Regions from separate parts of the Mus musculus genome. Here regions 2, 3 and 4 are each linked to region 1. A link is a contact called in public HiChIP or PLAC-seq and Micro-C data. All regions are on one chromosome and are shown on one strand. Each heading gives the region's core, a stretch centred on a gene start, on an enhancer-like site or on the middle of the called end of the contact. The rest is flanking DNA. Distances are from core to core; before and after follow the strand shown.

The links. Hi-C and Micro-C count contacts between places; a contact is called where the count stands out from the background. HiChIP or PLAC-seq counts read pairs in DNA pulled down with a chosen protein or histone mark.
Region 2: a FOXA1 HiChIP or PLAC-seq map of pancreatic cancer cells shows a contact between it and region 1. The contact joins two enhancer-like sites. A contact is called at or near these places in 1 of 115 datasets of contacts at active chromatin or transcription factors (pancreatic cancer cells) and 1 of 9 other capture datasets (pancreatic islet).
Region 3: a contact with region 1 is called in a Micro-C map of the AtT-20 cell line, with 8 times the contacts expected there. The contact joins two enhancer-like sites. A contact is called at or near these places in 1 of 15 datasets of contacts at CTCF or cohesin (pro-B cells), 8 of 484 Hi-C or Micro-C datasets (the AtT-20 cell line, the HL-1 cell line, Sertoli cells and 4 more), 3 of 115 datasets of contacts at active chromatin or transcription factors (VIP interneurons and embryonic stem cells) and 1 of 9 other capture datasets (adipose tissue).
Region 4: a FOXA1 HiChIP or PLAC-seq map of pancreatic cancer cells shows a contact between it and region 1. The contact joins two enhancer-like sites. A contact is called at or near these places in 1 of 484 Hi-C or Micro-C datasets (nephron progenitors), 1 of 115 datasets of contacts at active chromatin or transcription factors (pancreatic cancer cells) and 2 of 9 other capture datasets (adipose tissue and liver).

The regions. Positions count from the first base shown.
Region 1 is chr7:49,329,538-49,337,317 of GRCm38.p6, reverse strand. The region is part of intron 1 of Nav2 (neuron navigator 2); the gene reads right to left. Among named protein-coding and RNA genes, the nearest start is that of Gm51448, 17 kb to the left of the region's middle. Within about 2 kb of position 5,012, at least 39 of the 459 cell types and tissues checked have an H3K27ac peak or open chromatin away from gene starts, as enhancers often do. A contact at or near this core is called in the AtT-20 cell line and pancreatic cancer cells, where this site is marked.
Region 2 is chr7:49,089,629-49,097,408 of GRCm38.p6, reverse strand. Gm32849 (a long non-coding RNA gene) reads right to left here. Exons shown (of 2, transcript XR_391458.3): 2 at 1-7,780. It also overlaps a transcript of Nav2 not described here. Among named protein-coding and RNA genes, the nearest start is that of Gm32849, 52 kb to the right of the region's middle. Within about 2 kb of position 3,563, at least 69 of the 459 cell types and tissues checked have an H3K27ac peak or open chromatin away from gene starts, as enhancers often do. A contact at or near this core is called in pancreatic cancer cells, where this site is marked.
Region 3 is chr7:49,131,838-49,139,617 of GRCm38.p6, reverse strand. The region is part of intron 3 of 9130015G15Rik (RIKEN cDNA 9130015G15 gene); the gene reads left to right. It also overlaps a transcript of Nav2 not described here. Among named protein-coding and RNA genes, the nearest start is that of 9130015G15Rik, 26 kb to the left of the region's middle. Within about 2 kb of position 3,962, at least 5 of the 459 cell types and tissues checked have an H3K27ac peak or open chromatin away from gene starts, as enhancers often do. A contact at or near this core is called in the AtT-20 cell line, where this site is marked.
Region 4 is chr7:49,191,573-49,199,352 of GRCm38.p6, reverse strand. It overlaps a transcript of Nav2 not described here. Among named protein-coding and RNA genes, the nearest start is that of 9130015G15Rik, 33 kb to the right of the region's middle. Within about 2 kb of position 3,317, at least 40 of the 459 cell types and tissues checked have an H3K27ac peak or open chromatin away from gene starts, as enhancers often do. A contact at or near this core is called in pancreatic cancer cells, where this site is marked.

The sequences.
Region 1 (7,780 bases), core at 3,763-6,262:
TATGTAGATTTTTAGCAGCAACTAGAAGACAATTGTATTTTTTTAAGTTCCTGCCATATCTTTGTTTTCCATTAAGGTGGGGGACCCTTTCTACAAATTGCTTTTGCCAAAGATAACAAAATCACATCTCTTTTCCTTTTTTATAAACAAAAGAACGGATAATAAAGTGGCAAATTAATTTCCCCTGACATGATAAAACTAATGAAATCATCTCCTGTGGGCCATCTGCTTCACGCATGCAAACTGAACTGCACTTGCCACTGCCCGGTAAGTTGCTTAACTCAGTTAGCCCTACTCTTCCGCTTTTGTTCTAGTCTCAATGAGACCGTCTCCCTGGTGGCTCAGTCAGAGGAGGGTGACACATGGGATGGTGACATCTTCAGCTGGCTGTCCACCAGTGAGCAAGGGTAGCTAAGATGGCTAGACGTTTAGCAGAACGGCATGGCGGGTACTGTGCAACACTTCCTAGATGCCACCCACTAAGCCCCAATGCATTTGCCAACTGCCATATTAACTTTTCTATGCCATATTGTCTGGCTCTGCGGCCATCAGTCACTATGAATGAAACTCAGCATTGCAGAATGGGTGTGTATGACGGTTGGCTTAAACTTGAGGTAGCTGTACAACTTGTATCAGTGACCAAAGTGTGGGGAAAAAAAGGGCAAACTTCAGCATTCCAGAAACATAAAAGGGAGAATTCTACCACTTTTTCCTGTCCTCATAGAGGGAAGACAGGCATGGAAAGAGATAGGTGTGTGGAAAGTGCCTTATCGCTCAGAACACTGGGTTGCTCTCACATACTCTCCCCACCCACTCAAACTAAGGGTCACCGACTGCTGACGGGGAATGTCCCTGTATTCAGAGATGCTGTGTGCTGGGGGCTGACTCCTGTGCTGAGCATCTGGAGGGACATTGGCATGGTTGGTGGTTTCAGGAGTACTACCAGGATCCTCTGGTAGGATGCAACTGGCCAACACCCTTACAGTGGGATGGGGTTGGGGGAAATGTGTCCTTGGAGAGAGTGTGACCTGGATACATCAGGAGTATGAGCTGGCTTCCAGCAGAGCAGAAAACCAGCTCTAGTGAGCAGAACCCAAGGACACACCTTTCCCTCTCTGTAGCGTCCTTGGGGACAGAGGGAGAGGGCTCACAGCTCCCACTTCCTCTCTAGAGGTTCTGACCCCAGTTCTAGCCAATGGATTATCTGCGAATGGGAAGAAAAACCATCTGACTGCTGGAGTCTTCATCCCAGCAGGCATGGTCTATGGGCCTGTGGGCCGTTATCCCCACACTTCCCTTGGGACTTTCTGGTCTCCATTCTCCTCCTTGAAATCAGATGTCTGGACTCAAGCTGGAAGCATGAGATAAATAGGAGAGTTTGGATGGCTGCTTTTTCTTTCTAAAGTTTCTTAGAGGATGCTGATGGGGGGGGGGGCAATGTTAGTTGGAAATCCCGTTCTGTATAAAGATATTGGCTAATTATCTCTAAAGAAACAAAAGAAGCTCACTTCAATGGTACCCAAGCCATTTGCCCTAGAGATCCTACAGTCCCCACCTCCCCAGCTCTAGAATTAGAAGTGAGACAACTTTTTATGTGGTGCTATTACCAACTGAGCTATAGCCCCAACTTTGGTGTGTTCTCTCTCTCTCTCTCTCTGATTTAATATATATCCAAGTGATTCTCTTGTCTCTATTTACAGAGTGCTGGATTACAGATGAGCTCTACCACATCTGGTTATGTGATCTTGAAAAACCAATAAATAAATAGATGATAGATAGATAGATAGATAGATAGATAGATAGATAGATAGATAGATAGATAGAATAGAATAGAATAGAATACAATTAGGAGAATTGAAATTCAGAGATGTGACGATGTACCTGAGGTCCAAGAGTAAAGAAGAAACAAGGCAGATCTTACACTGTGTTCTCAACCACAAACTTTCTTCCTTCTCAAAGGTAACATGAAGGGGAGAGGAAGAGGGCCTCTCTCTAGCCTGATCATGTTGCACATTTTAAGTTGAAGAAGTGCAGCTACTAGAGATGAAAGGGACAGGATGACAGAGGAGGTGACTGGCGCAGGACTATTTCCTGCTGAGACTGTCAACGTCCAGGCCACTGAAAACCATGATGACTCATGATGCAATGTGTCACCCAGAAGAGTATTTTATAGTTGAAAAGTCCCCTGGAAGGACTCAGTTGTCTCCCAAAAGCACTAGGTCCTATGGCCACAAAGAATGTGACCCAGAAATTTATTCATTGTATAATTTTATTATTTAACCTGTTTGATTAAATATTTATTGTTTAATTACTCTAATAAAATATTATTATTGATTTATTTAAAAGTACGAAAAGGAAATTCTTAAGATGGAGCAATGTGGCTCCTAATACAGATTCGGCATGGACGAGCTGATAAAATTGCGTGTTCCATCAATGAATTAGTGCCAAGTGACTAACTAACCTGTCATGAGACAGAATAAATAAATAAAAACCTCTGAAGTGACATTCCAGGTCCGGACATCAGACACGCGTGGTTTCACGGAAATTACCCAGGCTTTGATTCCCGGCAGAACTCAGGCTGACTTTTGCTTCTGTCACTTAAATGGGTGATTCTGGGCAAAGGGGTTAACCTTTTGACCCTCAGTGTTCCCCTGTTGAGGTGCCTATCCTGGCTCAGAGGGCTGTCAGAGGACTAGAGGTACGCTAAGTGAAATCCAAGCAGCTGGACTACACAGCCACCCAAATCTAGAGAGGAACTGAGATAAACATGGTAGATAATTCAAATAAATGGAAAGAGACAGCCAGATACGACAAGGAGGCTCCCAGCACATGAAACTTTAATGCCAGTGACAATTCAGGTTTGGCTCTGGTCAATAGGAACCATAAATAGCTGTCGCCTAATGGCCATGTCCTCTTGAAAATGGGTTATTCGTCTGAGTCCGTCTCCCAGAGGACAGCTGCAAATGCCATCAATACTGGCACTAGGCAACAGCCTTATTTATAGTCAAGGGACAGATTCCAAAGATAGAAGAGGCCATGGAGGCTGAACCCCCATCTCCAAGCTCCCATATTTCTAGAGCGGTGAGGCTGGAACATCAGTCTTAAGGGATGACTAAGGCCACAGAAGCATGGCACATGGAAAGAGGAAAGGGAGAAGTTTGGGAGGCGCCATGAGCAGAGGTGACTGAAGCTACATGTGCCTGGCTTTCTGGAGTCAGCTGCCAGCCCTCATGGAGACTGCTCCAACTCGGAGCCCAAATGGAACTCAAAAACTGAAAGACCCCATTGCATATCTAGGCAGACTGTAGTGAAGTTCAGAAAGCCTCCTCTGGTCCACATCCACCATGAAAGCACGTCTGAGCGCTGCACAAGCGCGTCCCAATCTCCCTGACTTGTTTATGACCTGCACTGTAAGCAGGTGCCCCTACCTCCTCCTGTTCCTCCTCAGAGGAGGAGGTGCCTGCAATTCCTCATGGAGAATGGCCTCTTCTAGTCCCTTGGTATTAACTTCTATGGCTGGAAAGCTCAGGCCTCACAAGTTGTGGGGAGGGGTGTCCTCTGGGATCCTCAACAAAATCTGGATTCAAATGCTAATCCCTTCCCCCACCAAAAAAATAAATCTTGCCCTTTTCATCATATCATCTATATTTTTCTTAACTTCTATTGCACCTGTTAAGGTCTCTGAAGACAAGACCTACAGTTACTATTTCTACTGGCTTTACAGATACTGTCTACTCAAGTAACAGTAAGTACTAGATGAGTAAATGGATGGGTGGATGGGTGGATGGATAGACAGATGGATGGATGACAAACTGAAGGACTAAAGGAAGAAAAGATGGGTTTGATGAATCACAAAGAATAATTTTCCACTCTGCCATCTATCATTCAACATCACCAATAAATGGACTGTCATAGCTATCACAATACTATTTATATGGCACCCTTCCTGAACACCACCCCGCAGATCTGATCCCTGAAAGCTGACCAGGATAAAATCCACCTTGCACTTCAAGAGGACGAAACTGGACCATTGTTTGTTGGTGATTAACCAAGCATTAGGTTGTCATGTCTGAGAGGAATGGGGACCATGGTTGCCATTGCACCAAGGTAGGCAAGAGAGAGTACAAATGACTCCAGGACTCTAACTGGATGTATATTTGGGAGACACAAGTGAAAATGAGTTCTTTCCCCATCCTGTCTTCTTTGGTAAAGTTGTATAAAACTAGATGAATGCCTATTATAGGTTTTCAGCCAGGGCAGGCTACACAGATCAGAAGAGATGTGCACCCTCCCCTAATCACCCGAAGCCTGGCTCCTCCCACACTGACCCAAACACACTAGAAAGTGACTAAGAAAAGTCACTAAGCCAACTGGCCATGGTCATTACACCTGCCACCTCAGCCTTAATCCTAGCGCACCCCATGCTTCCCCTTACCATGGCCAAACATTCCTAGACAAAGGCCCATGTTTATTTGGCCATTTCCCAATCCTTTAAGCCACAGATTGGGTGAGGCCCAGGAAACGTATGCCAAACCAATCAGGCTGCGGTTATTTTATTTTCCACTTGGCTCCTTCGTGCTTGCAGGTAAAACTGGTTCTGTTGTACAGAGGGATTTTCCACTGCCAAGCAGGAGAGAGTGATGGTCTCCCCGGCCCGTGTGTCATCCTTCACTTGTGTGTCTGTAAGGGAGTGACTTCCTGTGTGTCTGGCAACTCCCTCATGCACCAGAACTCCGATCTACCACATGTGGCACCTCAGGGAAACTTCACAGTGCCCTGTGAGGAAAGGATTGCTGTCCCATTTCACAGGGAGGACACTGGCACCCGGGAGATGGCAGTGACTCCTGAACCTCACAAGAGGACCCACCCCCACACATGGAGTCACCGTGAAGCGTGGCTCCCACTAATGCAGCAGAGAGCTTGGAAGGATGAAGAGCTCCACAGTTCAGTCTTTTCGTGGCCTCTAACCTGATCCTAGACAGAGCAGCCCCAGCAGTCTCTCCTATGTGATGGGTGCTCTCAGCTAATGGGGAGCTGGCACTCACTAGAGGAAGCAGTTCTCGTCCATACTCCCAAGGCCAACACTACACTCACTGCAATCAGGGGCAGTGTCTCGGTTCAGCAGATGCCTGGTGAATCTGTTATATAGTTTTGATACATGACACCAGCATAATGTGCTCGCCTGGGAATATTTTGGTGCCAAGAATGAGCAGGAGGGAAAGCACTGCAGAAGGATTGACCTTGGTAATCTCCCACCACAGTAACTCCCCACTCCAATCCCCCCTGGAGGAGCTTTAATGAAATCTTGCAAGAGATGAGATGCGGCAATGCTGGAGGAGATAGAGCCCTGTCTGGAATATGCAACTGTCTGCAGGAGGGTGTGGTGAACTAGAGAGCAATGGCCTTTCTCCGTGATCTAAAGGGCTGCTTGTAGCAGACAGGAAGCCACTGCACACGTCTGTCTGTGCTCTCCAATCAGGGTTAATGGATACTGGGGTTGGAGAACAGCCTATATTTGTGCCTCTAACACTTTGCTTGAAGCCTGTGTGGGACAACAAAGACTCCACCGATGGCCTGTCCCCGGTGACTATGCCTTGCTGCCCAAAATTGTTTCTCAGGATGAACAAACACTGATGTCCTGCTCCTAACCAACACGACTACAACGAGGTCTACCTGCTTCGTTGGGTTGCTCCTGAATCCATCATTCATAAGAAACCAAGATGAACACTGTCTTATTTAAAAGACATGCCAACAGGAGGCCAGCCCACTGACCACAGAGACTTGCAATGATGTAGTCTCTGTGTCAACGTGGCCCCATCTACTAGGGGACCTTTCCCATATAATGAATATCACAGCACCTCCCTGCACCCAGAGTCAGACGGTCCTGAGACACAGAAGGGGGCTTCTCAAATGCTCAGGCCCAATGCTGACATCTTGTCATAGAATCCTAAGCCTGACCTCCATGCTAAGTTTTCCCAAACATCAAGTCATGAAGAACCTTCTTAGCCCCATGGGCTGCTGGATATTCTTCCTGGAAAGCTTCCCTTGGTTGACTTGAGTGTGGATCCTAGAAAGAAACGTAGCGGTGAACACCCCAGCCTTTAGAACCAAACAGTGGCAAGGTGCCTGGGTGGTTGTGAGTCTTTGTCTTACAAATGCATTTCAGATGTCCATGAAACGCCCTCTCCCTCTACTGCCCTCTGTTCTTACCCAACAGAGGCTGAGGCTGGGTAAAGCTGAAAGTGGCTTTGCTTTGTTTTATTTATTGACACAGAGTGCCACTATGTAGCTCAGGTTGGTTTTGAACTCTCTGCTCTCAGTCTTCTTGCCTCTGCTTCCCAAGTGCTTGGATTTCAAGTGCACACCCCACCCCTGACTCTGAAGGCAATTGCTAAAATTAAAGCAAAGACCTGATTTTTATTGCAACCACCCCTCCACCTCCAGAAGATGGCCATAAGCCAGCTCCCCCACATCCTCCTATAGTGGTCTTCAACGTAGTCATCCTGCCTCCTGACCCATAGGGCTACTGTGGTCCCTGGGTTGTATCTTCACATACGGAGTCCTAAACTGCTTCAGAAGAAGTCAAAGATCCTGGCCAGCCACATTGCACTCTGCTTAGGAAGAGAAAAGCCTTATAGAGAGAGAGAAAGAGAGAGAGAGACAGAGACAGAGACAGAGACAGACAGAGAGAGACCAGGTGAAGCAAAGAGGGACAGGAAGGAGGCTGTGAAGACAAAGCTTTTGACATTTAGCAGTGTATATGGAGGGTGGGCAGTGGGAGACTTCAGCTCCATGCTGCTCATGCCCACACAGCAAAGAGAGATGCTTCATGGGTGACCCGCAGGGAGCAGAGGGAGAAGTGCCAGCCTGCTGGTTTCGGCCAAGAGACAGGCTACATTGTCACAGGCTGCCTCAGTGCCCACCATATTCCACTCCCCACCCAGAGATGCAGCTTGCTGTTGCCAAACTGGTTGGGCTAAGTCACAGACAGTAAAAAGGACCTGTCTGGCTGCCACATCCCTGATCAAAGCTGACTCATTTCAAAGGCAAACTGTCAGCCGTCCGGGAGATTGGGATCAGACAGAAAAATAAACTATCAGGTTACTTCAGGGGCTAAAAAACAAAACCTCCCTATAAACAAAGTCATCTTTTGTGCTCTGAAATGTTCCATCCTAATAACCCATGAGGAAAATTATCAGGCATTAATTAAAGTACACACTTGGGTCTGGAGGTAAGGCCCTAATGCTCATTTGGCTCACATCGTCCCCTATGGGGAAATTTTTTAAAGCTGGGAGCTTAAGAACGCAGACCTAAGACTAAACCAGACTCAGGTCCCACCTTGTTCTATAGTCACTCATGATGCTATTGTGGCATAGTGATAGCTCAAAAAGGGTCTAGGAGACTGAGATACACATAGACATACACATGCACACACAAACATAGACACACACATATACACAGACAAGAGACAGACAAGAAAACCCACACATATAGACACAGAAACAGACATATATAGACAGACATACACAGAGATGCATACAAAGAGACACACACACAAATATGAAGACATAGATATATATTGGGAAACACATACACAGGCACATACATATACATACACAGACAAATGCACACACACACACACTCCCCCTTCTTTCTTTTGAAAGACACAGCATGGCAAAGCTATCAGCCACAGTTTCGCTCGGCTCACATTTCAGGACAAAGTTGGTTTCAGATCTGGATTCTCAGAGCGAAACAATTTGGTTGAGAGTAGATTTTCTGG
Region 2 (7,780 bases), core at 2,314-4,813, 240 kb after region 1:
GTCCAAAATTTGATTAAAAAAAAAAAAGCCTAAAAACCCTTCTCGACCATCTTGATGAGGCTACTGAGTCTGTAATATGAACTCTAGAAATGGAAACATCGCTGAACTCATCGGAAACAGAACATGCTTTTCTTGTTTGAAAAAATAAATTTACTTTATGCCTGAACAGATCATATTAGTAGAATAGTCTTAAGTTTTACACATAAAAATGGGGACTCTATATTTGTAGTAAGGATTGGAAGGCTATGTGTGTGTTTGCCAGTACTGGGAGAGGGAGTCGCATTCAGGTGATGGGTTCCCAAGGGGACATCTCCCACTGAAGCCCCTGTCATCTGCATGTTTCAGTGACAGCTGTCTTGGGAGAGGGACAAGCAGTCATGCCTGAGTCTTCGTGAAGCTTGATCATGGTTTTATTTCCCAAGAGGAGAATGGATGTCTAAATTCTCCTTCAGCTATTACGGTCACAGGGTAATCAAAGACAGAGAGGACATATATTCCATGGGGACAGGGTGGGACCAGGGTCATGCATGGACACTGTCATCAGGATGCTGGGAGAGAATGAATGCTCTTTCTCAGGTCCACTACTCCCTCTTACCTGTTGGCAAGGCAGGGATGTAAACAACAGAAAACTGGTGCTAGCTCTCAGGTCTTCACCTAGCATTTCCTTATGTCCTCTAGTGCTCAGCTGCTCACAAGGTCCAAGAATATACTTTCTGTACCATTGACCTCCCAATAGCAGCCTCAGAAGGTCTTCAGATGCATGCTAGGGCTATGTTTCAGCAAGGGAGAAGAAGCAGACATCTTCAGGCAAGGGCAAGGGCAAGGGCAGGGCAGGGCAGGGCAGGGCAGGGCAGGGCAGGGCTGATCCCACGGAATCCTTCCCTGTCCATTGCTGGATGAGAAGAGCAGGTGAGAGCAGGCTTTTCCCTGATGGCATGGAGATCTCCAAAGCCACTAATTTCAAGGAAGCAAGGCCCTCTTCTTAGTCTGTCTGCCGCCTCAGAAGTGCCACCCATAATTAGCCTCCAAACGATGACACCATTGCATACACTAGCAAGCGTTGGCTGAAAGGACCCTGATATAGCTATCTCTTGTGCGACTAGGCAGGGGCCTAGCAAACACAGAAGTGGATGCTCACAGTCAGCTATTGGATGGATCACAGGGCCCCCAATGGAGGAGCTAGAGAAAATATCCAAGGAGCTAAAGAGATCTGCAACCCTACAGGTGGAACAACATTATGAACTAACCAGTACCCCGGAGCTCTTGACTCTAGCTGCATATGTATCAAAAGATGGCCTAGTCGGCCATCACTGGAAAGAGAGGCCCATTGGACACACAAACTTTATATGCCCCAGTACAGGGGAATGCCAGGGCCAAAAAATGGGGATGGGAGGGTAGGGAAGTGGGGGGGAGGGTATGGGGGACTTTTGGGATAGCATTCTAAATGTAATTGAGGAAAATACGTAATAATAAAAAATATTAAAAAAAAAAAAAAAGAAGTGCCACTGATGTGATGGTCCTCACAGAGGCTGCCTCACACTTCCCAGCCTGGTTCCCTGTGTACATAGATGTGTCAGTGCCTCCTTAAACAAGATGTATAATTTCCACATCACTAACAACAGACAGCAGGACTCACCTTCCTGGGCTGCACCTCTCTCTTCTGTTTCACTTGGATGGAGATGTAGATAGCTGAGAAGGGATCGGGCCCCAACTCTCTGAGAGAATATATGCTAGAATGGCTGTGGTGGGAACATGGCAGAGGAATTGATGATCTGAAACATTTTGGATGATCTGAAACATTCAGAGGAAAAGAAGCCACTGGAGGTCACCATGAGGCTTCATCTTGGCTGCTTGTCCACTGACCCTCTGGGGTTCCCACTGTGGCCAAGTTAAGATCTAGCACTGGTGGACTTAAAACTGTGGCGTCCATGCTGGTGCTGTGCACTGTATGTTGCCTTAAATTTATGGCCTAGGCATCGATATGGATGCTAACTTGGTATTTCTTTTATGGAGAAGCCAGTATCATTCACAGAGTAATACCCAGCCAGTCTGTTCACACCAGGGGCTAACAGGAAGTGGGGGAGGGGCTCGCATGAAACGGGGAGGGGCTAACAGGAAATGGAGAGGGGCTAACATGAAACGGGGAAGGGCTAACATGAAATTGGGAGAGGCTAATAGGAAGCGGGGAGGGGCGAACAGGAAGTAGGGAAGGTATCACTGTAGTCTTTTACATAGAATCATGTCAACCAACACTGTTCTTACATAATGCCAGACACTAATATCTTAATTGCCTGCTAAATGATGCCCAAGAACCTAGACATGACGATTTTGAGTAATAACTATGAAAATCCAGAACTGTCTGTGGAACTGTCAGGATGCTGTTGTCTGAGGGTGGGGGTATTCTTAATGTTGAAGAAACTTGGAAGGTAGGATTCTGGAACCTCCTACCATAAATTTCAGATAAAATTAAATTAACTATTATAACACAACATAAAACAAAAAGTCTCCATATTAGAATAGAGATGGTCTACTTTGCCCAGTCATCCTAGGGGACTGTGACATGGGCCCTTTTAGGCCCAACCCCCACTGCTGGCACTGATGTCATCCTGCTGGCTCCACAGCAGCACCCTTAGAGATGGACTCTAGATCAATGAAAGCATCTACCATGCCAGACATGTCTGCCCTACTCCAGGCCTGCTGTGGAGCCAAGGTTCAGGCTCAGTGCCGGGCCATCTGTCATTTGGCGCTGCCTTTAATTGCTGTGCTGATGAACAAGGTTTGAACTTGAAGCAGAAAATGTACATATAAATGTAGACACAGCCTTGAAGCGTTGTCCCCTTACAAACTAACACACTGTCTGGACCACATAGGTAACAGTAGCCAACACACACCCTGTTCACAGAAGGTGCTTGTCCTAATGGGCAGATGCTCCAAAGAGCCAAGAAAGTCTCCACTTAGAGGTGGCCCAGTCCTTGGGGTCACAGCCAAACAGGAGAGGTAGATAGGTAGGCAAAGACAGTAAGTACTATGTGGTGGGGTCTGGGCAAGAAGGCAGTCTTGAGACTATGCAAACATGGAGGTAGGGATCTGGTCGGCCTGGGGTGTCTACAAACTTTCTTAGGGAGCACAGGAGGCCTGAGTTACATGTTAAACTATATGAAGTGTAGAAGCTCTCCAGGAGAAGATCAGAACATAGTGGTATGGCAGAGGGATCCAGACAGAGAGAACATAGACTGCTGCAGGGCCCAGGGAGGTGAATATGGTAGGCTGAGAATGAAGCAGGGAGACATGGATGCAGAGAGTTAGGATGCTACAGGAGGAAGCAGGTGAGGATTGGAGCCCTGAAGAAAAATTGTTCCATAGACCGTGTCTAAGCTTTGCCAAACATACAATCTAGCATTAGGTCAGTGTGGGGCCTTCGCCCTTACGGGTCTTGAGAGGAAGGGACATGGGAGGTGGCTCCAAGTGTGGTGGATGTGTTAACCACTGAGTCAGAGAAGACTGGTTTCAGGTGGAGACAGGGCAGGGCCAGAGTTCTGACTCATCAAGCAACAAGGTCCTGGCATGTCTCCATTTTCTGGGGAAGGGAACTTTAGCAGTTCAAGAGGTGAGGAAGGGCAGAGCTCAGATACAGATCCGTGTGAGCCTGACTCAGACCCCATGCGTGGCTCTCACATCACAGGAGGCTGCTTCCTTCCTGGTAGCGGGAACAGCCTGAGCCCGTGTGAGAAAGGAGGATGTCTGAAAGCACTGGAGGGCAGGCATGAGGTGGTTTCCACTGGTCAGAAGTGTGTGTGGGCTCAAGGAGGACTGTGGCCTGGGTGTGACTTGGCCACTGTTACCTTTGTGTTTGAGAGGGTGTATTAGTTCATAGGGGACAGTGGACAGCACTTTAAGGTTGTCTCTACCTCAAGCTCAGGGTGACAGCCTACAGAGTGACACAGGTCCAATAGGCTTTGGAGCCCAAAAACCTGTGGACAAGGGGCTGACCTTCCCAGGCTTCAGTTTTTCTCACGAAAACTGCATTCTAACATCTTTCTGCAAGGAGCGTTACATTCATAAAAGACAGTAAGAATAAATGCACACCCGGACGGTAAACAGTGAGACCCCAGGGGTGGGTTGGTTGAATTCATTTACATGGATATGGTTAAGTAGCCAGAAGACAGCCAATCTCTATTTTTACTCTGGCTGGCCTGGTACTCATTATGTGTCACCCATGGCGGTCCTCTTCTTGCCTCAGCCTCTTGGATGCTGGCATTGAAAGCATGCACCACCTTGGTCAGCTGTGACCCTGATCTTGTCACCATTAGGGGATTATCATGAAGTAGCATGCAGATCATCACTCTCCTGTCTTCAAAAAACAAAACAAAACCACAACAACACACAACTCCCTCATCAGATGTTTCATAATTTTTCTCCGATTCAGGGAAACTGCCTTAAGGAAACAGAAGGTATTCTCTGCCTAAAATCAATGGCTGTGGTTGTGAATGGCTGACAGTGTCTGTCAGAGGCCAGGCATACACTGTGAGAAGCTGGGGGTCTCAGGGGTTCCTGACAGGGCCTGGATAGCTAGGGACACCCCAGCTGTGAGGAAGGCAAGAAGCTGGCGTCAGCACTGTGGATGTCCCCTTCCTGATGAACCCTGTCAGCTTCATGAGAAAGAAGCCGCATTCTCTCCATCATTCATCAGCCAATTAGAAGCCTCTGGAGGCCACACTCCTTTAATCAAAGAAACAGGAGCACTCTGGACCAGTTCTCACTTTATTGCAAGGGTGAGGCGTGGGTATGGAGACTGCAGAGGGAGAGGCAGGCCTTTGTGAGAGTCTGCTATAGCATTACCTGTAGCCTCCCTGGGCCGCTGCGTGACTGTGTCTGGATTGTACTGTCCACTTGAACTGAGGATCCTGCATGTTCCCAAGTCCCAGGACACTCTGAGACTGTTCTGTGAAGGAGACCTCACTCACCAGACTAGGGAACTGGGGCCCAAGAGAGAGCGTGGTTATCCAAACCATTCAGTGAGGAGGGTACTTTACAAACACTGAAATCCCAGCTTTATCCCTGCCTCACTGTGCCTTATATAACAGGGGTGAGAGAGGTGACAGTTGGCTGGGGCTCTTGATCAAAACGACCAGATGGTAGTGGACAAAGAGAAAGGAATACTTGAGCTGACCCCTAAGCACAAGGCTGGGCAGAACAGCCCCAGGTTTGCATCGTTGCTAGGACGCCTTCAGATAGGAGATTTCTATCCCTGGTCCCTGCCCTTACTCAATCTGGAGGGCCTGCCTGCAGGGTGTGGTAGAGAGCAGAGCAAAGTATGGAGCCCAGCCATGTTCTCATTGTTCTAAGTAAAGCTGTGCCCACCATCACATGAAAAGCAAGGGTGGAGGAGAGCTAGGCGGGTGAGGAAACCCTTAGGAATGGATGCTGAAAAGCATCCTCAGCCAGGCACGCTGGGATGGATGCAGTTTAGTTTCAGTATTCTGTTTCCCAGAGAGGGGAATATAATATTCTCAAACATGACAGGTGAGGAAGTAGAGACCCAGAGACCAAGCGGCCACAGCTAGCAAGCAACTCCTCCTTTTCAGTAGATTCAGGGCTTTGGTCTATGAGGCTTGGTAACCTAGGCTGGGTCCTGAGCAGCAAACCTTCAGAAGGGATTATGTGCCACTTAGAGAGTCAGTTGAGTCACCCAGTCACCCTTTTGGCCACGGGCTTGCTGACAAGCAGTGTGATTGACTTACACTGAGGATGTGACTAGGGCCTGGCAGAAAGAAAGGCAAGGATTCCACCCCTCCTTCCAAGAGTCACATAGAGAGCATTCTGCGCAAGCCAGGGGGTCTTGAAGGGATTCCTGTGGCTGACCTGCAATTCCCCGCCTCTGCCCCTGAGGTACAGCCATAGCTCATGGGGAGGGCCTGGGGAACTGTAAAATCCCATTTGCCACAATTAGCAGATGATTAATGAAACTCGGCAGCGGCAGTCTCTGCTCCCTGGAGACCCACACCTCTGTCTCCTGCCAGCACCAGCTTGGGATGGGAAGCAGCCAAGCACCTGGTACCCAGAGCACCTGGGGACATGTCCCTGGTCCTGCCGGGGAGGAGGCATTTTCCTGCTCTGCTTTCTTGGGATACCTTTGTATTTGATATTACTGGCTAGCTCATGCCCTCTCCAAGGAATGCCACATGGTCTGTAGGGAAAAGTGGAATAGGGGAGGGGCCATAAAGGAATGGGAAGGAGAGAAGGGGGAGACACTGAATGTCAGGAGGCAGTATAGTGGGCAGCACAGGGAGCAGCCCCACGACCAGGACTACTATATTCTGCTGGTAGAAGATAGGAAGGGGCACATGGAGCATCTGCAGGCTGGGCTGATGATGGTCTGCACTATAGGACCAGCCATGGGAACCTCTCTTGGATGCTGGCATTATTCCCACAATTCTAGAGACTGAAGTCTCAGAGCAGGGTGCTGGCACTGGCAGGTTTTGGGACTGCCTTGCAGAGAGATCTCTTACTGAATTCTCAAGGGACAGATGGGGAATGGGAGAGTTTTGTAGAGTCCCTTTTCATTGCCTCATCACCTTGGAACAGGATTAGGGGTTAGGATCTGAATGTGTTAATGTGGTGTGGAGTGCAAACAGCCAGCCCATTGGCATTGTGATGCTTGAAACAGTACCTATTCTCCTGTTTCTTGTGAAAAGTACACAGGTGGATAAGTCAGGCGTGACTTCAGATTTCATTAGATGTACCATTTGTCAGGAGAGGAATGTTAAATCGCTAAATATTTGTTGAAGAGCAAACAAATGAGCTACTTACAAGATTAATAACTTCTGTGAAGGGAATGCCCAACTGAGTGTGGGGAAGGGCATCTGCCACAACCACAGACATTCATCACACACACACACACACACACACACACACACACACAACTCTAAGACAGACCAGGAGCTAAAAGGCATGCTGGTGTGCTCCAATGTGGACCAGAACCATGGGGATTGATCAGAAAGCTCAGGGGAGCTTTGGTCAGGGGAGCATCCCAAGACTAGCCCTGCATCACAGAGGTGAAGTCACCGGCCTGGGGTGACAGGCTGGAGAGTGGTGGGGGCGTGAAGAGCAGTTGGGCAGGGGGTGTGAGAGGTTGAGATAAGTCACTGCTGTGAGTCCCTAGCACAGGAGTAGTAGGTAGGTCAGAAGGTAGGGCAGTGTTGGTGTAGGGGATCTGGGTAGATCCCTACTGCGTAGCTCTCCTCAGAGCCTTGCAGGTTTGGGGGAGAGGCTGTTCTTTCTCCGGCCTTAGCCATGTGGGGGTGATAGTAGGCTTCCTCCCAAGGCTTAGGGTGAGCCTGTGTGCAGTGCCCCCTGGCATGTGTGTGAGCTTGCATTCTGCCAGCTTACCCGAGGCCCCTAGTAACTGTGTCCCCTCTCAGAGCACTTAACACCCTCTGTGTTACTCTTTGCCTGGCTTCCCTGGCAGCCCGAGTGAGCTCTCTAAGCCCTTTGGAGAGCAGGGATGCTTTGCTTTTTACTCCCTGTGCATCTTCAGCACCCAGCATGGGATGCTCCGTCACAGAACATTAGCTGTACGGAGGGAAAGGAACCGGGATGGACGATGAATGACGTACTCTAGAGGCTAATCTGCTATGGGAGCCGATCCCTCACAGGAGGGATAGATAGCTGCTGGAGACAAGAGGTTTCCCTAAAGCCTGGATCAGGTTTATGCGGAGAACCAGCCTGGGAGACAGGAATTTGTCTGGTAGCCCAGCCTGCTACTCAGAACCCTCTTTGC
Region 3 (7,780 bases), core at 2,713-5,212, 200 kb after region 1:
TTGGCTACTCCCACCAGCAGGATAGCTTGGGCATACAGCTGCTGTGTGTCTAGCTTCTTGGGGGATGCCACACTCTGTGCCATAGTGTTTGTTCTCATTTACACGTGCAGTCCACACCCTATATGAAAACGTCTCCCATTCTCCCTATACCCATGCCAACATGCCAACATGCCAGGAGTGCTGCTCTCTTCCTCTTTGACAATACCTATCCTTGCTGGAGCTAGAACAGTTTTCCTGTGGTTTTGATTTGCATTTGATGAGTGATTTTGAGCATGATTTTTCTCTTTCTTTCTTTCTTTCTTTCTTTCTTTCTTTCTTTCTTTCTTTCTTTCTTTCTTTCTTTCCTTCTCTCTCTCTCTCTCTCTCTCTCTCTCTCTCTCTCTCTCTCTCTCTCTCTCTCTCTCTCTCTCTTTCTTTCTTTCTTTCTTTCTTTCTTTCTCCTGGCCACTTGTATATCCTCTTTGGAGAAATATCTATTTAGGTCATTCTCTCATTTTTAATCAGATTATTATTTTTTTTGGCTGCTGAGTTCTTTAAGAGCCACATAAACCCTGGGTATTAACCCCTTACCAGACACTTAGTTCACAAACGCCTCCTCCTCTTCCCTTTCCAGCCTGGTGATTGGTTCCTTTGCTGGGGAGAAGCCTTCTAGTTTGACAGAATCCACCCATCTGCTTTTGTTTTTGTTACCTGCACTAAGGGCACCATGTCCCCAAATTACTGTCAAGATACATATCTTAAAGCATTTCTGCTCTGAATCTGTATAGGAGTTTCATAGCTTGAAAGCCTATATTTAAACCTTTGACCATTTTGAGATTTGTATGATTAAAGAATGGGGTCTTGTTTCTTTCTCTGTACATAGATGATCCTTTTTCTGAGCATCAGTTATTGAAATGGCTTCTCTTCAGAAGCAGGCACCCTTGCTGCCTCTGTTGAGGTCAGGACTTCAGGAGAACGCACAGCTGTGTCAAGACAGCAGCACTGTGTCTCTGTGTGCTCCTGGGCCTCTAACTCTGGGCCTGAGATGCTTGTCCTTTCACTTCCTAGGTCCTACTGCTGCCCACGGTTCATGACCTACAGCATGGTTGTTTCTTCAATGGCCAGCCCATTGCAGAGCATAGATTCCAGATAGTATCTACAAGGGGGGTAATCCTGGGGGGAAGGGAGGAGAGAGAGAGAGAGGGAAGGGGGAGAGAGAGTGAGAAGGGAGAGAGGGGAGGGAAAGGGAGAGAGAGAGAGAGAGGGAAGGGGGGCAGTAGGTGAGAATAGCTATGAGGTTCATTCCAAAGGAAGGTTGCTATTGCCATCTATGCAGCTTACTGTTTAGTTGTATTCTTGTAACTTTCTGCTCCAGAAAGCAGTGACAGTGAGTGAGCTCTGTGAGTCTCTTCACTCCCTAGCTTTCCATTCAACGGAACTTGGAGACCCCACACGCCTGCACTCCCCACCCCACCCCACATACACATGAAACCTGACATTAAAATCAGTCTGTCCTCCAGGCTCACACCACGGGGAAGCGGTGAGATGCAGTGTTGCACACTCTGAGGTAAACTGAGTCCAAGCCTTTGTGCTCAAGCCCACGACAAAATGCTAACAGCCTGCAGTCCGTTGTGGGCTGGCACTCTGTGTGGGCTGTAGAAATAAGCCTTATGAGACGTTCCCAAGCTACTAGAGAACAAAGGGAGAGAGTCAATTGCTAGGAAGGACTGTGGGGCCGAGAGGGGCACTAGGAAGTCCAAGAGGAAGTGCCCATGGAGTGACTGAATGGTGTGTAAAGCAGCCGGCATATGGCTCAACCTGGTGATTTGGTGAGAAATGGCCTCCATAGGCTTATGTGTTTGGTCCCTGATTAGCGGTGCTGTTTGGGGAGGATATGAAACCTTTAGGAGGTAGAGCCCTCCTGAGGCAGAGCATCATTAGATGCACAGGGTTACAGGTTCTGCTTCCTGTTCTCTATCTCTGCTTCAAATGTCTCCATGGAAACACCATCAGCCAGCTTCAGGCTTCACACCTTCACCACAAGGAAGACTCTACCTCCCTGCAACCATAGCCAAAATAAACTCTTTCATCGAGTTGCCTTTTGGTCATGGTATTTTATCACAGCAACAGAAAAGGTAACCAACACACCCAGTCAGTCAAATGCTTGCCTTGCAAGTCTGAGGATCCTCAGAAGCCATGTTAAAAAAAAAGAGCCAGGCATAGCCCATGCATCTGTAATCCCAGGGCTTGGGAGGCAGAGGCAGGAGGAGCCCCGGGGCTCAGGGCCCAGTTCAGCTGAACAGACAGCTCTGGGTTCTACAAGAGACCCTGATCTTTAGAGCAATGTGGAGAGCTACTGAGGAAAGACATCCAGATCAACCTCTGGCCTCCACCCCCAAGCCATGCCCCTCACCCCTCGGGGGGGTAAGGTCGTGAGCTGATAGCAAGACTCTTGCTCTCTGTGATCTTATTCAGGGCACAGTGGACCAGGGATGTGCTTGGGATCAAAGGCTTGGCACCAGGGCTGGCCGGACATTACCTGTGGGTCTGGGTAAGCTCCCATCTTCCTTGATCTTTCCTTCTTTTCCTGGCTGACTTAGGAACAGTAGTTGGGCTCTACAAAGAGGTATTTCCATCAGAAGTCAGTGAATCAAGCCCGCGAAGTGCTTATCACACAGACAGCAATTGATGGAAAGGTCCTACTATGTGCTGAACTTCTGCTCAAGCCCACCATTATCTGGCCCTTGCCTGGACTTAAACTTGGGGTGGAGCTTAGCCCAGTCCCTGCCCTGCCCCGATCCACTTCCCATAGAGCCTTCCTCGGGGCCACAGCTGTTCTCCCTGGCCCTAGAGCTGCACCTCCTACTGATGTTCCCCTTTCTGCGAACCCTTGGCTTACACTGAAAGCCTCCTGGCCTCCAGAGAGGAGCTGATCAAAGCCAAACCAAACCAAACCAAACCAAACCAAACCAAACCAAACCAAACCTCGTGCTGTAACCTGAAGTCTGGAAGAGGATATGCCAGACCAAGAGGACCACAGGGGCAGATTCACGTTTGTTCAGCCCCTAATTTCAACTACTATGTGTTCACTGAGCACATCCTGTGGAGTGGGCCCCACCTAGGCTGCTGCTGTGAACTGCAGTTGGGGTGTGTGTGTGTGTGGGGGGGGGGGGAGGCGTGTGCAGAAAATGACATGCATACTGAGATGCAGTGCTCTGTGGGAGAGCGGGAGGTGTATGGGGTTCTAAGGAGGTGTGAAGGGGTGTGTGCTTGGGTTGGGTGCTGGGGTCAGTGATGGGAAATCCTTCAGCACTGGGGAGGCTCTGTGAGTAGGACCCTAGAGGGCATGAGGGAGGGAGGGAGGGAGGGATGGAGGGAGGGAGGGAGGGAGGGAAGGAGGGAGGGAGGGAGGGAGGGAGGCTGTGCAAAGTCTAAAGACAGAGAAAAGGGATGTATATTGAAAGGCCTGAAATAAGCCCCATGGACAGTGAGTGACTGATCGTGGGCCTTAGAGCCGCAGCTAATGACAAAGTCTGGCCTGTTTCACAGAGGGCCCTGCAGCCACAGAGCAGTGGCAGTAGTCCATCCCATGGACCAGGAGGCAGAGCCCTCAGAACTGATGCCCTTTCAGAGCCTGCTCATCTCAAGCCAGGCATGTTATCTACCCCTCTGAGCAGAGCTGACTGAAGGGAACCCTTATGGAAATGTGGGGATGTGTCTGCAGGCTGACTCCAGGGAACAGGTTACCTTGCTCCAACCCCATGTGTGGAAAGCCTTAGTTTGGCTCTTTGGGGTTGGGTCTTCCCTCAGGATCATGCTCATTAGCACTTCCTCTCCCTTTCCAGCCATGGCTCCACCCTCCCCAGCAAGTCAATCAACTGGGTCATTTGGCAGCCTCCTCTCAAGCTACAAGAAGTCCAGTCAAAATTAAAACAAAACAAAACAAAACAAAAAAACCCAGTTGCCCGGTCACCCTGCTCCCAGTTCCTGGAGTGACTGGATGTTTCAGGAGGACCTGGGAAGCTGTCAACAGAGATAGGCTGGACCTGGATAGAAGGGGAAATATTTATTTTGCGGGGATAAATATTACAGAAAAAAAAAAACTTTCCATTCTCCGGGCTCTGACGTAGATTTTTTTTCTTACCAGGAAGGAATCCTCACTGCCTAAAAAAGGGCAGCAAGAGAACTCGTAGGTGCCTTTCACAAACCGTGTGCCTCCACAGAGTAAACCAGCACACTGGTTACAGCTTGAGTGGAAGTGTCCCCCACAGGCTCCTGTGTGTGAACACTTGATGTCATCCCCCCGGCCCTGCCCCCACCGAGTGTGGTCCTCCTCTTTTGGAAGTTTGTGGAACCTTTAGGAGGTGGGGCCGTGCTGGAGGAAGTGCATCACTAGGGAATGGCCTTAGGATTTTGAAACCTAGCCCCACTTCCTGTCCACTCTGCTTCCTGTCTGTGGATACTTGGTGACCAAAGGCGCACTTTGTGCATCCCCTGCTGGGACAGACTGCTTCACCTTATACCATGAGCCACAGGAAGTCCCACCTCCCTCAAACTGCTTCTTGGTCGTGCCATAAGAAAAGTGACCGAGGTACTGGTTAGTTCATAATGTTGCACCTACAGGGTTGCTGGAAAGAGAGGCCCACTGGACAGGCAAACTTTATATGCCCCAGTACAGGGGAACGCCAGGGCCAAAAAATGGGAATGGGTGGGTAGTGGGGGGGGGGCTTTGGGGATAGCATTGGAAATGTAATTGAGGAAAATATGTAATAAAAAAAATTAAAAAAAAAAAGAAAGAAAAGTGACCGAGACAGTACCTGTGTAGTACGTGGGAAGTCTTATCTTATGAGTAATGAGAAAGCACACGTACTTGAGCCAGGGCTGCCTTAAGGTGACCATGGCAAGTTATCTGGATTTTTCCAAGCCTTTCTCTGGCTCTGCAAAGTTCCTTAGGCATGCTACCCAGGAGACTGTCTCCCAGGTTCATCAAGGCGGGCTTTCTTTTGCCACCCTTCCCCCACACCTCCCAGCCACGTTTCCTCATGCCCAGGTGTTTTCAAACACTTCAATCTGCCTGCCGTGGTGGCTGCCAAGGGGGACAGGTAGATCTTAGCAATGGAGTCCTTACAGAGCTTCCAAGCTTATGGGTAAACCTGAAAGTGAAGGTGGATTCCAGACAAGCTAGGTTCCCCCCCCCACCCCCGCTGGAAGATTTGGATGAAGATCTCAGGAAAGGGCTAGAGTCCCCTTTCCTGCCCCAAACACATGCCAGTTCAAATGGCCACCTTAGTTACCCTGCATGGGAGTGGCCAAGCCTCACCCACAGGCCACTTATAAGAGAACTCCGCAGTATGAGCAGGTCAAGCCCAGCTCTCAGGAGAAGAAGAACAAGACACAGGGGCTCTTCCTCAGCTACCACTGAATACCAGGGCACCTGTAGTATTTCTTCAGGAGAGGGAGAGTCCCTCAGAAGGAAAGTGACATGTCTGCATGGTGCCACGTGGACTGCATGACAAGGCAGGGTGAGAGCTTGCACACAGCCAAGGCTTATTACAGTGGTGTCCCCAGGGCTGGGGGCTGGGGTATAAGGGGGATGACGTTCATTGTGCTGGCGCCACTTTCTGTGGGAAGGAGAGGACGGCACCTCATCACTCTTGAACAATATGCTTTTCCTAGTCCCAGATAGCCAGGTGACATGTGTAACCAGAGTGTCCCCTCCTCACTTTTGCACTGCTGGGACATCCCGAGCGAGGCGCCCAGGTCTTCAGGACAGGCATTTACCAGCAGGAATGTCCTCCAGCCACGGCCACAGCTCTCACCAGGCTGCTGCTGAGGCCAGGGGGAATAAATGGGGATTTTAGTCCTTTGGAAGGTTGGGGGAATGGAGACCAGCATTTTCCAGGGTTGAGGCAGTGTGGAGCAGAAGGAAGGCTTTAGGGCAGACAGAAGGGCTTACTGGACTTACAGATAGGCTCAATCAAACATGCAATGATTACCTTTGTGCCCATAAGTATGCTAGGCTCTCAATAGGTGGAAAATGCCATCATCTTGGTTGTTCACTAGCTGTGTGGCTCTGGGCAAGTCACCTGACCTCTCTGAGCCTCAGGCTTCACCTCTATGGGAGGTCTCTGAAGCGCTGGGTGTCTGGTGCTGAGGAACACACAGCAGGTACTCCAGCCATGGGCTACCTTATCCCCTCTTTTAGAAAATCGACTGGTGAGTGGAGGGCAGGCACGTCCACCCTAGCACCCCACCCATCCTCACCCTTCCAACTGTTTTAGCTAAGAAAGTTTTCTGAGAGCGCTGGGTGAAGTGCCTACCACAACTCTCCTTCAAACAGAACAGGAGGCCCCCACTCTGGAGCTCCGCCAAGAGCCTTCTCAGAAAGGCACGACAGCCAGCACTCTGCCCACGGCCTGCCAGGGCCAGACTGGGTGGTGAAAAATAAAATCTAACGAGGTGCTTCTGAGCCCTCGGGAAAGAGACTCATGGAGCGGCTCTGAGCCTGGCTTCTGGGCAACCTGGGGGAACAAGCTTTCAGCCTGTGAACATCCCCAGATATTACTATCAACAGTGTGTGCATGTGTGTTGTGTGCTGTGTGTGTGTTGGTTCTAGAACAAATGCTGATCCCAGCCTCCCCCTCCTCCCCAGAGAGCCTCCCACTCTGAGGATCCCTGAGCTCTGCTCTGAAACGCGTGTTTATGCCTCCCTCTTCTGGTCATAATTGTCATTGCACCCACCCAACCTGCCTGCAGAAGTGGGTGAGCCGGACTTGAATGTCTTACCTGCTTTACCTATCTCCCTTGCAGGAGTGGATGCTGGGCTGGAAGCTTGGCTCTTGTATGCTGCCTTGCAGTAGCCTCATTGACTGCCATATTGACAGTAGGAACAGGGAATGGCTCCAAATAATATCATAGTACCAGCTAATATTTATTTGCTTAATATTTCAGGATTGGTGACTATGTATGCTTAATTTATTTGTTTGTCTGCATCTCTTTATTTACTTAGTATTCGTGGGGAAGATTTGTTTCCCTCATGCCAATGAGTTTTCTTGATTTGTATTCTCTTGTAACCCTGAGGAGGTTTTACTTTCGCCATATCGCTACAGAATCCAGAGCTGAAGCATTCGGAAAGCAGCACACTGCCAGTATACTGCTGGGATTTGAGGCCACATAAGCCTTAGGCCAGGGAGGCTACACATTTCAGTGGTGGCTCTGTGACTTCAGAGCACATGTAGATAGCTAATGGTGCTTGTTAAAATGCAGCTTCCAGGGCCCAGGGGGTCCATGTCTGCAGTAAGTCCTGGAATATGCACTGTAGTACACACAGGGATAATGTCACCCTTGATGTATTGATTCCATGGGTGCTTTTACAGGGACTCAGGGCATCTGGAAAGATCCAGGGCCCAAATGCAGAGAGGGACAGGTGGGTAATTGACTCTGGCATAGGAGGGTCCCTCTGTGCTTAAATTCTGCCAGACTGTGTTGGTCTTCTGGCAGCTCAGAGATATATCAGGTGAGAGGAGGGGACCTCAGAAGTGATGGCGAGCAGGAAGGGACTCTGACCAGACTGTGGGATTGTACAGGTTGCTTCTCTCTGCTCAGACTGTGTGTTTCCTTCTCTTCTTTATTTTCCTCTCCCTGGTCTGCTTCTGCAATCTTCTCCCTCTTCTCTCCCTCCCTGATCCCTAAGAGTTCGCAGCATCTTGGGTATCTAGCATCTCACTTTCTGCTCTCTGATGTCCCCAGACGCCAATCAGTGTCTCCTCTGTGTAGGTTGAACACACTAGCAGGCCTTGCT
Region 4 (7,780 bases), core at 2,068-4,567, 140 kb after region 1:
TTTAACTGGGTTGGGTTTGCTCATTTAACCTGGCCTAGTCTTCACAGATGTACCCTTTTGCTCAACTTGGCAGGCCCAGGGGCTAACCCTCTGTGTCCAACTCCCACATTCTAGGATAAACTAGAATCCCTAGTACCTCGATTCCTATGACTGCATTCTAGTTCTGGTACTTATCAGCTGGGTGATTTGAGTAAGTTCCTTGACTTCTCTGAGTTCTAGGTTTTTCTTCTGTGGGGGTGGTTCTCTAACAAGAGTGTTCTGAGGATGGGATGAAAGGATGGCCACAAATTGTAAGCACATAGTAGGTACTCAATATGGGCTTATTCATACCCCCCCCCTTCTTTCTGGTAGGCAGATATGATGCCATGCAGTAGGTCTCCTGGCAACCTGAAGCTCTTGGGTTGTGGCATCCAGACTCAGGTAGGATGAGGCTCAAGAAATGTGTGGTACCTGATGTCCACTTTCTGTGGCAAGTTAGAACTGTGCCACCTGTTCCCTTTAGGTCTTGCTGGAAGCTTTAATGATGGCAGAGCGACTCAGCAAAGAGTTAGGGAAGCTTGTTGTTCTGGGATACATACTTCTCTGGCCAAGTCTGTTGTCACCATTTTGGCTTGGAAAGTGTCTTTCCCATAAATGGCTCCGAAATAAGCCGTGTCCTCTCCATGAATGTACAATGGGCCAGTCATAAGCAAGTCAAGATGGGAACCATGATGACTGGTGCAGACAGACAGTCAGAGCAGCAAAACAAGCAGACCCATGAAACTGGTGGGTCTTCAGTTTGGGGTTCCAGATGGTTCCTTCATGTCCACCTAGTAACTGCATCCATGGCAGGAGACTCCCTTTCTTCTCTGCACCTAAACCCCAGTCTAAAAGCAGTGGAGGACCAGAGAAAAGTAGTGATCCTAGCCTCAGGCTCCTTACCAAGTTCTGGTCTCCTCTAGTGACTGAGGCTGACTTTTGCCTCCTGCCTTCAAGGGTAGGTGGGCCTCCTATCTGCATAGAAAAGGAGAGTGGAGGTAGCATTTTGTACAAGAGATCAAGTGGGTGGGGAATGGCTGCTTGGTGTTGCTGTTGACTCTGGACCAGTCTGCTTCAGCAGGAAGGAGTGCTGCCATTAATTAGTGATGTCTGCCCTGGGGTTTGGGAGTGGGGAGTGGCGGCCACACTGCTGCCATCTCCACCCTATTTCAGAGACTGTGCACTAGAAGATGAGTCTACGCGCCTCACATCAAAAGAGTGCAAACATTCCTGTATGGCCGGACTTTCTGTTGTGATGAGCAATTTGATGGTTTCCAAGATGGAAGAGGAAGTGGAGCGTAAAGGGCTGGGAGTCTCGAATTGTTTTGAATAGGGAAGGACGTAAATAGGAGTTCATCTGATAGAGGATAAGAAGTCAGCATAGAAGCAGGTCATAGCAGTTCACACTATAATGCCAGCTTCCCAGAAGCTGAGACAGAAAGATTACCACAAGAACAACCTGGGCTTCTTAGTGAATTTCCTTAGTGGAGGAGACAAGAGGGAGGGGGTTGGGAACACTCTATAGATATTGCTTTCATTATGGTCTCTTACAAACCACTGTCCACACTTGGCCCTCCTTTTTCAACATGCTAAGGACTCAGGCATGAAACATTCAAGGGTCTTCTCCCAAAGCATACAGTTAGGTAGGAGACAGGGCCAGGAGCACAAGCCAGCTCTTCTCCATCTTCCAACCTCTATTTTACCTTTAAATCTTATTTGTAAAAGCCTTGTGGCATGTGAAAACACAGGATAAAGGGAAGAAAGCCATGTCTTTATTGTGGAATTTTCTTGCTTTGAAGCATTTTTATCAAAATCAGTCTAAAAGAGGCATCACAATGATGATGGTGATGGTGATGGTGGTGATGATGATGACGATGACAAAAACAGAAGCAACCCAGCCGCTCATTGCTAGCTGAATAAGAGTAAAGCATTGTGTGCCCATGAAAATGGATGTTTTTAGTTTTAACAAAGAGCAACATTCTGACATGTGCTACAATACGGATGAACCTCAAAAACTCGATGTGAAGTGGAATAAGCCAGACAAGAAGGGAGAAACCATGTATGATTCCCCATGGGCACCTAAAGTAGTCAAAGTTACAGAGACATGGAGCAGAAGTTCGTTGTCAGAGGCTAGAGGTAGGAGACATGGCAAGGTGTTTACTGGGTAAAGGTTCAGTTCCGGAAATGAAGGCCTTTTAGAGATGGACAGTTGGTGATACTATACAAGGAAGTGAGTGTAACTAACACCATCCAACAGTTATCCCACGTGGTAAGACAGTGAATGCCATGCTGTTTATATTTTACCAAAATTAAAAGATTGGAACTATACAAAAGCTACATCTTTCTCCAATGCTAAGAACATTTGCATGGGTAAGATGGCTCACTGGTAAAGGTGCATGCCCCCATCCATGTGCATATGTGCATGCATACACACAGACACACAGACGCACACACACTACAGACACCTTCCCTATGACAGCTGCTCCTCTAGTTAGAGGGACAACTCCCCATGAGCTACTGACCACTCATGCTCACAGGAGAATCTCATGGAGTAACACATGCAGGTGGCTCAGCTACTCTACTCAAGATGGCCTTGGTAAAGAATGACAGTCTACCTACCTGGGAGACAAATTTCTGGGCATTTCTGAGAGGAATTATCTAGATTGAGAGACGGGAAGATCCATATTAAATATAAGTGGGGCCATTCCAGAGGCTGGGGTGGTCCAGGATTGAACACAAAGGGAGCTGTGTACATCATCCATGGCTGTCTGCTTCCCAACTGCACACCTAGTGTGTGACCTGCCAGCCCCCAACTCCTGCCTCCATGTCTTCCTCACCATGGGGGAATGTATCAAACTGTAAGCCAGAATAAACCATGCCTTCCTCAAGTTGCTTGTCAGAGATTTTGTAGCAGTTATGGGAAAAAAATAACTAATACAAACATTTTAAGTTTATGGTAGAACACAGATTAGCCTGTCTCCTTTGTAGTTCCTTTTGTGTCAGTTTCTAGGTTAGTGGGTCATGGAGTTGGAGAACAAGGAACACCGAGTTGAGGCAGAAGTTGGAGGACACTGAGTTAGAGCTGACTTCTGTTAAGATCTGCAGCCTTCCCTCCTTCCCTCCCCTCATGCTTACCTCCCCCACCCTGCTCCCAGGGCCCCACAGACCTCTGATCTCACACGACTTTATAACACTGTGGGGCACTGCTGTCCCTCCATGCTGACTTGCTCCCCCCAGGGACTCCTCATCTTGATTCCACTCAGTGTTATGTTTGGGAGTCTGTGATTCACAGAGCCCAGGCTAGGAAGCAGTGAGTGATAGTGGTGACTCATCTCTAGCCATTCCAGTAAAAAGAGCAGACAGTACAGGTGTCCAGGCCCTGCCTCCAGGGAAAGCCAGCCCCACCGGGGAGCCCTGAGATGGGCTGGTGAGGTCAGTACAGAGCTAGCCTGTTTCATCGGCTGGCCCTGGGGCTTGTGTGGCCACCTCCGTGCTGCCTAACCTGGTATTTGCTGTAGCTGGGAACCTGTGTTTACATTGAGCAGCTTTGCCTGCCAAGTTCACGCTGGGGAAGGGAATGCAAACACTTTGAGAGAAGGTTCCTCCCCGGGGTCCTGCTCTGCAGAACATTTTCTTTCCAAACAAGGGCCATTGGCCTTGAGAGTCTTTATCCCTTAATGGTGGGGTGGAAACCTACTAATAGACTCCTATTAAGAGCGCACGCTTCCTCTGTGTAACACCTACTGTACTCAGGTGTGACTCCAAGCCTTTACACAGAGTCCCTTGTGAAAAACCCCACAAATAGCCCTATGAATCTGTTGTGATCTCCATTTTATTGTTGGGGAAACTGAGGCCCTGAAGGGTTGAGTCATTTGCCCAGGGCTAAAATGGTAGTAAATAGAGGCTCTGGGTTTGAACTAAGGAGATGGAGTTTGAACCTCTCTCTTATCTTCCACATCTCAGATCCCGAGTAGAACTAACCCATCCTAGGCGGCGCTATCGATCCATCAGCATGCTCTGGCTTTTCTGCTTCCTGCATCCATTTCCCATGGGCCTTGGTACCACACAGGTTGTTCTTACTGATCCTTCTTACCCGAGCTCCCGACATGCCCATGATTGTGCCCTGACCACTCTCCTCCCAACCTGCCTTCCCTCCACAAGTCAAAATCACCTTCAGCTATCAGAAGTCACAGGACTCACCCACCCACCACACTATGGACTCCCAGAGTTTCCCCACTGTGACAGTTCCCCTCTCACAGCCAGCAAGGCCCCATATTGTCTGGCCACAGCCCTGGCCCCTGCTCTGTTTTCCCTTGACTAGTAGCACACTTTGCTCTGGACTCCAGCATCTGCCCACTTTCTTGCCAGCACACATTCTTCCACCGGGGAAGATCTTGCTCACTTCTTATCCCAGAGAGCTCTGGTTTAAATATCCAACTCTGAAACTGGGTACAGAGGCATGTACCTGCAGTCTCAGGGCCTAGGCGCCTGAGGCAGGAGGATCTTGAGTTTGAGGCCAGTCTAGGTTTCACAGTGAGTTCTATACTATTTTAGGCTACATAGTAAGACATTGTCTCAAAAGCAAAACAAGCCAGGCATACTCTTCATAGACAACTTCTCTGACTCATCATGCCATCTGATGATCCTGTGTCCTCCACAGCATTAAAGTTTAAGATGGTGTGTGACTATATGTATATATGTATAAATGTACATACATACACACACACACACACACACACACACACACACACACATATATAAAATCATGGATATCCTGCAACTTTGTATGTATAGATGAGGCTGGCCTTGCCTCAAATTCAGAAAGCTCTGCCTCTCCTTGCCTCCCAAGTGCTAGGATCAAAGGCACATGCCATCATGGCTAGTACACATTCTATACTTTCATTTCTCATTATCCATCTTCCCCGCAGGACTAGAAGAGTCAGAAAGTCAGAAGTACATCCATTTACTTCAATAAAGGCTGAAGCTATGAGGGTGGTGCATAGCTGAGCTAGAACCACAGCCCATCTAGCTGCTTTTGGTCTCCCCAGCACAGGAGTGTTCCTCATTCCCAGATGTATCACCTTCCTCTCATTCCAGATGGACACCCCTGATCCTAATGTCAGTTCAAATCTGATCATTGCTGACTGACACATTACCTCTCTACAGATTTCCATGATGCTGTGAGCCCCAAGGCAGAGCCTGACTGCAGAGCTGGGATGCAGATGATGCTCTCAACTGTTTAGAGCCCATTCCAGCACATGGCAGCCACTGTCTCTGTGTAAAGCAACTGTATCTACAGTGTGGATGTGTGTGTGTGTGTGTGTGTGTGTGTGTGTGTGTGTGTATGTGTGTGTATGTATGTGTGTGGTCTGACTACTGTGGTCAGAAGGCTCACTAGGTTATACCGTGCTCGGAAGCTCCATTGTGGCCAGCTGGTATGGGTGTGTTGTCATACATGGCCAATAGTTAGACGTTTGGACATTTGTGTCAGGGAGAGGCCTGTTGACATTCTGGTTCCTGTTTCCCAGCTCTGACACTTGAACAAGTAAGTGTCTGAAAACTCATTTTATTCCTCTATCAAATTGAGATAATACTGGTCTTTTTATGGCTCTTCTGATGGCTGAATGTGTTTAAACGCAGAGACTGTGTCCTTGAGAGGTGAGGAGTGTTAGTAGGGCCTTTCTCTTGAGGCCCTGCCCATCTGGCCTGCCCTGGCTGCCATCACTGACCTCCTTGGTGGATATGGTCCTAGCTCTATTAGGTTTCAGGGATGGAACACTTCCAGAAAGTAGCAGAGCACAGTAGGAAGGAGACACAATGTGGACAGAGGCATGTCTCCAGGTACATACAGCCTTAGAGACAGCCAGCTGGTGTGGCATAAACAGAGGAAGATATGGGCACTGAAAACTGAGTTGAGTTCAGATCTGTAACACCCACCCACCCACCTTCTCTGGGCCACTGGTGATGGTTCTTGTTGGTGCTGCTGTTTTGTTCTTTAATTTTTGTGAACCAGATGCGTGAAATGACTTCTAGCTGCTCTGCAGTGTAACGTGGAAATGAATCAGACTCTCACCACAAAGAGCACTCACAGAAACGGAATTCTGGCCGCTTGATTCTGCTCTTCTGCCTTTCCAGGTCTATTAGAAGGCCACAGTGAGCTCTGGAGATGCTCTGCTTCAACCGTTCTCAACTTGCACCTCAGGCTGGACCCCTGCATCTGCCACGCCAAGTTCCTCTCCCATAGTCCCACTTGGACTTCTAGAAGTTCTGGCAACTAGATCAAAGCCAAGAGAGTTCTCGAGTCCCCCTTCTTTCTCATGACCTGCCCCTCTGCCATTTTCTGTCCACTTTCGGTGGCATTGGATAGTATGCCTGATTCTTCCTTCTCAAATACCTTTCATCCAAATCACAACGCTATTGGCTCTACCTGCTCACACATCCTACTCACATCTCAGACCTGCAGCTGTCACATGAGCCATCACACGTGTCCAGGAGACATGTCTCCCTTGGAGCAGTGCTCCTACAGATGAGTTCATGGGTTATGCTGGAGCCCCAGACTGTCCTATTTCTACTCCTCCTCCTTCTACCAGCAGCCTTTACTTTGCATCAACAGCCAGGGAGGACACACTAGCACATCTGATTGTATTCACTGCAGCCCCCCAATGTGTGCACTTGCAGCCCTGGTTTGCCCTACCAGGCTCTGCCACAACCACCTCTATGGTTTCCCTTCCTCTCAGCACAGGTGACCTCCTTTTTGCTTCTTCAGCACAGCCAGCCACCCTGGCCACAAGCCTTGGTTTCACACTTGATTAGCTAGCTGCTCTACTGATAAAAGCTGTGCCTGAGAGGTCCTCACACCAGCCAGCCTGAGGTGTTCCTGGGGATGGCTCATCTCCATTGTCAACTCTGGCCTCAAACCACCTGCAGTCTTCCATCTCCTCATAGGCTGGGATGTCCTGACAGCCCCTGTCAAGGTTCTGTGTTTTGTCATTTCTGTTTGCTATTTAGAGAGACACCTGGCCTGAAGCTGTGGGCTGAGAAGAGTGCAATGTGGAGAGTCCGAGTTGACGCTGCCCAGTCTCTGCAGGGAAAGCCACCCTGAGCCAGGTCTCTCAAAATGACCCCTGTCAGCTCTATCAGATGCATCAAGAGAGCTGCTGCTCTCTTCCTTCTCTGCCAGGGTCCCAAAGGAGCACAAGGCTGCTGACCCTTGTCTTTAGTCACCCTTGAATTGTCTCTAGGCAAAATGTGGGGTGGTGGGATGGCTCTGTCCAGGAGCGGCCTCCCCAGACTCAGCTCCCAGCCCTGCCAGAGAAGGGTTTATCACACTTAAGGGGTGACTTAAGCTCTGAGCCTCTGTTCCTGGTCTGTAAAATGGGGGTCATTGTGGTCAACTCCCTCACACAAGTACAAGTATATTCGAACCCACAAGAAGCTCAGGATGGGGCCTGGCTCCCAGGACACAGGCATAACCATTAGCTATTGATGTTATCCAATTCACAGCCATAGAGGGAGTAGGTTTTGCTACCAATTCTGTCCGTCTGTGTCTATAGTCGTCTGCAGATTCATGTCTATTTTCTCATATGCAAATGAGATACTCACAGCAACCTGGCAGGTCGATGCTCAGTGAATGGTAAGATGCTTGGCTCTAAGAGAGGCTTAATAGAAGCTAGTCCTGTCCCTTCTATTCCCCACTCCCCTCTGAAGCTTGTTTCTGCACTCACAGCACTCCTCTCTCTGCTGTCACACTGAATAAATGAAT